2 separate regions of the Danio rerio genome follow, and region 2 is linked to region 1. A link is a contact called in public Hi-C data. All regions are on one chromosome and are shown on one strand. The core of a region is the stretch at or near the end of the contact, and the rest is flanking DNA. Distances in the headings are between cores, read along the strand shown.

Region 1 (4,241 bases), core at 1,422-3,921:
ATCATGTGTTATGCGTTTATACAACAACTTTAGAACTACTAATGGGGTATATACACAGCTAGTGTTTTTCAGGATAAACTTCTGGTGAAAGCTTAATATGGTCCCTTTTACAGCATCAATGTTGTAATGTAGGCCTAAAATACAATCAGTTAAATAATCAGCATTTATTCGTTCAAGAATAAAACTAGATGACAGAGTTTAAAATTCAGTTCTGTGGCATTGTTTACATTTTTCTCTCCAATGTGGCAGACTGGTGTACTGTAAATAACAGTACATTGTTGATCTTTTTTAATCTTTTCGGCTTAGCCCCTTTATAAATCAGGGGTCACCACAGCGGAATGAACCTTCAACTTATCTAGCACATATTTTACGCAGCAGATGCCCTTCCAGCCTCAACCCAACACTGGGAAACACCCATAACACAATTTTACCTAATACACTACAGCCAATTTAACTTATTTATTTCACCTATCCTGCATGTATTTGGATTGTGGGGGCAACCGGAGCACCTGTAGGAAACCCAAGCAAACAGGGAGAACATGCAAGCTCCACACAAAAATGTCAACTGACCCAGCCGAGGCTCGAACCAGCGACTTTCTTGCAGTGAGGTGATTGTGCTACCCACTGCACCACCATGACACCCGATCTTTTGCTTTTTCATATATATTTTATCTGGGTTATAGTTGTTGTTTTTTTTAATTTTGTTTACAAAATAACTTAAATGTAAAAACCTAATTCTCACATCTATGAAAAAGGCGAAAAATGCTGAGTATGAATCCTTGCAGTGACATGTTGCAATCCTGGATTAACATCTATGTTGATCCTGGAACATCTTTTTTGTTCGAAAATATAATCCATACCTATTCCCTACCCCTAAACCCAACCATAACTGTGAATTATTCTAAATATCAGAGGGGAACAATACATCACCTTGGAATTAAAAGGTTCTATCTGTGTTATGAATTATCTGGAGATAATGAGCTTTAAAGTTTTTTCATTTAATTTTATTTAATTTGCACATAATGTAAATAGGTTGTCATTTAATAAGAATATGTCAATAACTCAATTTTGACAAAAATATCAGATAGAACCTTATAAATCTAAGGTGACGAATAGTTGGAAAACAATCATGTGGAGATGCATAAACCTAACCATAAGCTAAAGATAACATAAACTGTTCTGATTGGCTTATTAGAATGTTCTTCCAGGATCAACATAGAAGTTAATCTAGGAACATGTCCTACTTGGTAAAATCAGGTTGCTGATAGTGTCTGTATTTGTCTTGTTGTCAGGGCCGGAGCATGATGATCACGCCACCCTCAACCCGAAAGTGAAAACGGAAGTGACCGGTTCAGGAAGTGAAGGGGTTGGCAGTGTCTTCTGGGTCGTCTCAATGGATGTGTCAGCCCTGCTTGCAGTCCATCATTGTTATTTTGGTTGTCAGGTACTCGCTCATGCCTATTGGCTTTATTCTGCGATGCGGAAGTGCGCTGGTTTTTGTGATTATTTTAGAACTTCCAATTCAGTTGTCTTGAATTATATTTAAAAAATTGCCAAAAGCTAGCTCTCTACAACTCTCGCCTGGTCAGTGCCTGAAGACCTGGAAGTACCTGGAAGACCTCATGGAAGCTAGGTTGCTGCCGGAAGTGGCGCTCAACCTCCAGTCTGTGTGGGTCCTAACGCCCCAGTATATTGATAGAGACTCTATACTGCTCAGTGAGTGCTGTCTTTCAGCTGAGATGTTAATTGGAGGTCCTGACTGTCTGTAGTCATTAAAAATCACAGGATGTCCTTTAAAAAAAAGTATAGGGGTATCCTGGCCAAATGTGACCATCAAATTTGTCCATCATGACCTCCTAACCATCCTAACCATATCATAATTGGCTTCATCACTCTGTCTCCTCTCCAACAATCAGCTGGTGTGTGGTGTGCGGTCTGGCACAATATGGCTCCCGTCGCATCATCCAGGTGGATGCTGCACACTGGTGGTGGATGAGAAAGTTCCCCCATTGTGTAAAGCACTTTGAGTGTCTAGAAAAGCTCTGTATAAATGGAAGGAATTTCCACCACAGTCCAAATACATGCACTATAGATGAATTGAATAGACTAAATTCACTGTAGTGTATGTGTTTGAATGAGTGTGTATGGATGTTTCCCAGTACTGGGTTGCAGCTGGAAGGGCAATCGCTGTGTAAAACATATGTTGGATAAGTTGGTGGTTCATTCCTCTGTGGTGACCCCTAATAGATAAAGGGACTAAATTAAAGGACAATAAATGAAATAAAATGAAATAATCACTTTTCAGTTTTTAGGCTGGTCCTAAATCCTCTACAATTCATTGAGAAACCTTTTTCAACCTTTAAACAACACCTTCATCACCGAGACCCCAAGCAAAATAACAGGTTTCTCCCCCTCCCAGCCACAAGTAACGAAGGATTCAGTGACAGATCGTGGCTAAAAAGGTCTATCAGCACAGATGTACCAATCAGCCAGTGCCAATCAGGCCTTAAGAGTGATATAATTATCAGGTCAGGAGGGGAAAGAGCGCTGAATGAAAGACACCACCTTTCCTCCAGCGCACCCCCCCACTCACTGCCCACCATTATACCCAAGCAACAACAGGCCAATTTGTCCATGAGGCCCTTGTACCCACACTCCCTGCCGAGTTATTTAGCTCCTCTCCTGCTCTTCAATGGCAGGTACTGATTAGAGGGGCTGAAATCTCCCTCCCCGCTCCCTTGCAGAAAGAGAAAGAAAAACTAGCCCCCTTCATCCTGGCAATCTTTAATCTGATTACAGGCTTTCAGACGTGCGGGACAATGGCAGGCCAAGTGGTTCCACACACAGCCTCTGAGCTATGTGATCCAAGTGCAGATCTGTGGGCGCTCCAGCTCCTCTGGCAGGTCTTTTCAGAGTAAACTAAGGCCGGGTCGTCCCACCTGCCCGCCTGCGTCCCGCTTGCCTTCACACAGGGGATTAAAGCAGGACATCTCTGTTACAGGAGCGACACCCCGACCCCCCGTCCCATGCAGACTTGTTTGATTAGAGAGGAGAAGGGATTTGACCTCGGCTCTCCTGCTTTCAGACCATTGGCTCAATTGCAATTGTGGTGGTCGGTTCTCAACTCCAGGCTCCACCTCTCGTTTCTCTTCTCTATGGGAAAGTAACAATTTTAATAATTTAAATATTGCATTACAAGATAAGACAACAGTTAATATTTTGGTAACTGAATCAGATTGTTATAAAATACACAGATGAACTCAAAAATACAAATAATAAAAATGTAAAATACAGTAATAGCATACTTGTACACTACCTGATAAATGTCTTGTCACCTATCCAAGTTTTAAAAACAATAAATAATAACTTGACCGTTTAGTTAATCATTAGTATCAGAAGTGGCTTCTATGAAAGGCAAAGGCCTCTAGATTACGCTTATTTTACCCAAATAAAATATGATCATGCCTTGATTTTTAATTATTTAATTGGGACAGCAAGGTCTGACTTTGCTTAGACAAAAGTCTTGTCACTTAACAGAAATAATGTACAGTATAGAATATAAAGACATACTGCAGTGGCAAAATAATTAATATTGTGTATGACTCCCATGAGCTTGGAGGACTGCATCTATAAATCTCTCCAGTGACTCAAATCACTGATTAATAAAGTCATCTGGAATGGCAAAGAAAGCGCTCTTGCAGGACTCTCAGAGTTCATCAAGATTCTTTGAATTCATCTTTAATGCCTCCTCCTTCATCTTACCCCAGACATGCTCAATAATGTTCATGTCTGGTGACTGTGCTGGCCAATCCTGGAGCACCTTCACTTTCTTTGCTTTCAGGAACTTTGATGTGGAGGATGAAGTATGATAAGGAGCGCTATCCTGCTGAAGAATTTGCCCTCTCCTGTGTTTTGTAATGTAATGGGCAGCACAAATGTCTTGATACCTCAGGCTGTTGATGTTGCCATCCACTCTGCAGATCTCTCGCACACCCCCATACTGAATGTAACCCCAAACCATGATTTTTCCTTTATCAAATTTAACTGAGTCTATGCTGGTTCAGGTCTTTTGCAGTATTTGTGATGGTCGGGATGCAGTTCAACAGATGATTCATCTGAAAAATCGACCTTCTGACACTTTTCATTATGATCAACTAGAAGTCAAGGTATTATTTGTTGCTCTTACAACTGACGACGACAGGACTTTTGTTAGGTAGTGTGCAGTGTCCATCAATTCTACA
Region 2 (3,828 bases), core at 100-2,599, 70 kb before region 1:
TTGGAGCTCAGAATGTCACATTGCACAAGCAATAAGATAGTTTGAATATTTGGGAAATAAAGTGCGTATTTGAAATATATTTGTCCAACGTGTAGCAAAGATATGGAGGGGGGATCAAGCATCGATGGTGCAGCACCTCTAGCATCCACAAAACCCTTAAAGAAAATCTTTGGACATTCTTTGAGGAACTTTTCACTAAAAGGTTCTTTGGTGGACCAAATGTGATTCTATCACTGTGGAAAATCCTTTTAGGTTCTTCTTGGCACCTCAATTTTTAAGTGTTTACTAATTAAAGCAGAGAAATTCTCTGGCTTTTATGAATTAGTCATTTTGGTTAAGCAATTCCCAAATGAATAAAAACGCGCGCCATAATTAATAATCAGAAAATCTAAACTATCAAAAATAAGGGTTCTAAATGAGCGTTTTGTATTGCAATGCAACATAAGAATCATAGTTTAAATAACATTACTAAAGAACAATTTACATTTGCGCAATGCAATTGGATGCTTTTCGTTTAATCATCAATGCACCTTTATTTTTAAGTTGCGAATCAATCAGAAATAAGCCTTTTTTATCAATACAATATCTAAAATATCTGCTTCCTAATATCTATTAAATTGTACAAACAGTGAAGAAATTTAACAATAAGAAATTCACTTTTCTATAAATGTACAATGCAACGTCATTTTTTAAAATAAGACTTGATGTAAAAAAAGGTCGCAAAAGGTCGGCAGATAATATTATAATCATTGTATATCAGCATTATCCAACAACAATATTAATCACAAAAATTCTCATATATAGGCCTATACATATTTTTATACAGAGCTATTACATGCATTCCTTTGTCGAATAAAGCGGATTCTTGGCCTAAAATAACACTTTTTTTAACACATACTTGATTTTCAGAAGCTTCAGCACGAATTAAAGGACACATAATAGCATGTAACAGATTGCATGATACACATAATGAGTTATACCGTGTGGACTAAATATGTGCGAATATAACATGATAACCAAGCAGACTACATATAACACTCTCTCAAGTCTGATATCTTAAAACATATTAGCTAAACCGCTTACTAATTTTAAAAGGCAAAACTTGCACGTTTTAATTTACAGGTATGACTTGTAACTCATTTTGGGTTACTATAGGAACTCTGCAACCTATAGGCGACACTCTGGCGCGCGCGCACTCGGCGAACCGAGAAAGCGCGCGCGCTGGAAAGAGAGAGAGAGAGATGGAGAAAAGGAGCACGCGCGTGGGCTTATGATTGGCCGCTCGGCTGCCTGCTGCTGGAGTGACGTCACTGCAGGAGAGAACTGCCAGAGGAGGATGCATTTAGTCAGAAACTAGACTCTCTCGAGCTGGAGAGAGACAACATCGCATCCACAGAGCGCGCAGGAGGCAAGGGAACGAGAACATCGCGTGCAGCTCACACTCGTGCGCGGTTTTCATAAAGTAAAGCTCGCGTCTGTGCGCGCACGAACACCGTAAGCATGCTTTTCAAGGGATGAAATCCCCATCTTGGAAATTAAATTGCCTGTTCCGTTCTCTGGATGGCTGAGACGCAATATTCGATGGCCGAATACTTGAGGACTGCGAGTTTTTTTTGAATGGGAAAACGCGTCGCCGAAGAGATGCACCGAAGAGTTTGGCGTTTGGCTATAGATGTTTCCACAGATTTTTTAGCGTCATGTTCTTGAACGGGAACCTCTATTTGTCCCCGACACACGGCCACTCGTAGTTTTACTTTCTGACAGTGAGGAATATGTGCGTCAATTGTTAAAAGTAAGATTTTTAAATTACCTAAATGATTTCTACCCATATATCTTTGTGCGTTTGTATTATTATTACTATTATTATTGTACATGAACTGACTCGTATAACTGTTGAGGTCACAATAACTTATTCCACTTATAGACAGCAATCAGTAAGATGACTGAACACTAAATATATTATGCGTATTTGTAAAAATGCATGAATCTAACGTTTTACGGGAACTATTCATAGCTGACCCCATATGATAGACAAGGCCATGTTCAGTGGTAAGTGCATGTGGCCCTCTCAACACTGTCTATACACTTTGTACACTCTCTCAAGGTGAATCTTTAATATCTGGGACATTTCAATTAAATATATTGCATGCGTATATGTTTAATAATAACGTGACTGCGATATAGAAGCTATATAACCTTAAATAAGTTAATTTGTGTTATATAAACGATACACGTGTTTTGTAGATCTTAATCTTAAAATTAGGGGTTAGTATTTTATGGTGAAGCGTAATCCATTCATTGCATTTCTCTTTTAAATATTTATAATCCGTGTTTATTAGACAGTGTGTGAAAATTGAGCCAACCTTGCGCGCTTATATTTTATTACACAATACATTATGCATTTATTTAATTGTTTAAAAAGCGTAATATGTACTTTTTATATATAACAGCATGCTTGTTTAGCAGTATATGAAGTAATGTGACGTCACTATACGTGAGGGAAACGTGGGTACAGTATAGCTAACTTACAGAAAAGTAAACTATTTAAATACTCACTAAATGTTCATCCGGGTTAAATAAAAAAAAGTATTATTAATATTTATCTTCCACTACTTTGGTATTATGGCGAATAATTGTGCGGGAAGTAAGGTACAAAGAGTTGAACGAAAGGCCTTATTGCAGTCTGCGGAAATATAATTTAAAATGCAGGACCTGAAGATATAATTATGCATGTGGAGGCCTAATAATGGCCATTATTTATTAATTATTTTAAGATTATGAGTGACCAGAAGGGACATAATCCCTTTTAAAAATCGGGCTGATGAATGAAAACCTCGACAATAACTCCAATTGGAAAAGCATCCAGGCTGAAACCGCAACTTCAGGCCCGCTATTGTGGATAGTGTCTTCTTCAGCACGTGCTGAAGGGCTGGGGAATCTCTCAAGTCCATTCAGCACTTGAGTTGTTAACAGCATTTACAAGACTATTAAAAGAGTGACTGTAATGTATTTATTGCGCATTAACCCTGTTTTCGTTTATCAGGTCAACTTTATGAGATGTTCCACTTTTTACAAAAAAGTTTTGACAGGAGGTAGTTGCTATCTTTGGTTATCTAGCTGTATGAGTGTTTATCTGCCTTCATAAAGCTAGATAACCGAAAGTAGAAACGTCCTCCTTAACTGCATACAAGTTGAATGGGATGCAATGATCGCAGGGAATCTGCATGAGGTAAGCAAGGCCTTCTGTGTGAGTCATACACTGCCAGATTAATTCACTGCAATGTAAAGATCGTGTGTGTGTGTGTGTGTGTGTGTGTATAGGCCATAAGGAATGTTTTATCTTCTTAAATGCGCATTTTGCTTAGGGTTTTGTTTGTGGATATTTTCACGATTGCAATAGGAAAACATTTGTTAAACATAGCGCCTCTATAGTTAACATATTATCTAAAGTGACAGTAATGCTTGTTTTATTCATTAATTGATTTGTAAAGTTACACGTCGATTTTCATGAATGGTGGTTTTGATTTTAAGAAAGTTATTTAGTATGATAATTAATTATAAAGGGATGAAAATGAAAGAATAGACTGATTCGATCGTCAGATTAGTAGATAAGTAGCACATGGCAAAACTGCAATGTTGATATAATTGCACATAAAATACTAATTAAAACTGTTTAAAATTATTAATATTTGTTCATAGACTAGGCCTATATCGTGTATATGTAGCCTATTTTGATTTTCGTGCAAATGAAAATAATTTCTGTACATGACATGCATTGTTAACCTTTATAAAAAGTTTAGAAACTTTCCAGCTATTTCGCAAACCCAC

Evidence for each region. Hi-C and Micro-C count contacts between places; a contact is called where the count stands out from the background.
Region 2: a contact with region 1 is called in a Hi-C map of embryo, with 2.2 times the contacts expected there. The contact joins the promoter of si:ch211-132d3.4 here to the enhancer-like site in region 1. A contact is called at or near these places in 9 of 18 Hi-C or Micro-C datasets (caudal fin, embryo, hematopoietic stem cells and 1 more) and 2 of 4 datasets of contacts at active chromatin or transcription factors (caudal fin and embryo).

What each region holds. Positions count from the first base shown.
Region 1 is chr7:14,312,866-14,317,106 of GRCz12tu, reverse strand. No RefSeq gene overlaps it. Among named protein-coding and RNA genes, the nearest start is that of rhcga, 20 kb to the right of the region's middle. Within about 2 kb of position 2,671, at least 11 of the 62 cell types and tissues checked have an H3K27ac peak or open chromatin away from gene starts, as enhancers often do.
Region 2 is chr7:14,381,766-14,385,593 of GRCz12tu, reverse strand. It overlaps si:ch211-132d3.4 (a long non-coding RNA gene), which reads left to right and starts at 1,349. Exons shown (of 5, transcript NR_186720.1): 1 at 1,349-1,792; 2 at 3,044-3,229. mir9-6 (microRNA 9-6) reads left to right here and starts at 3,089; the gene lies at 3,089-3,176.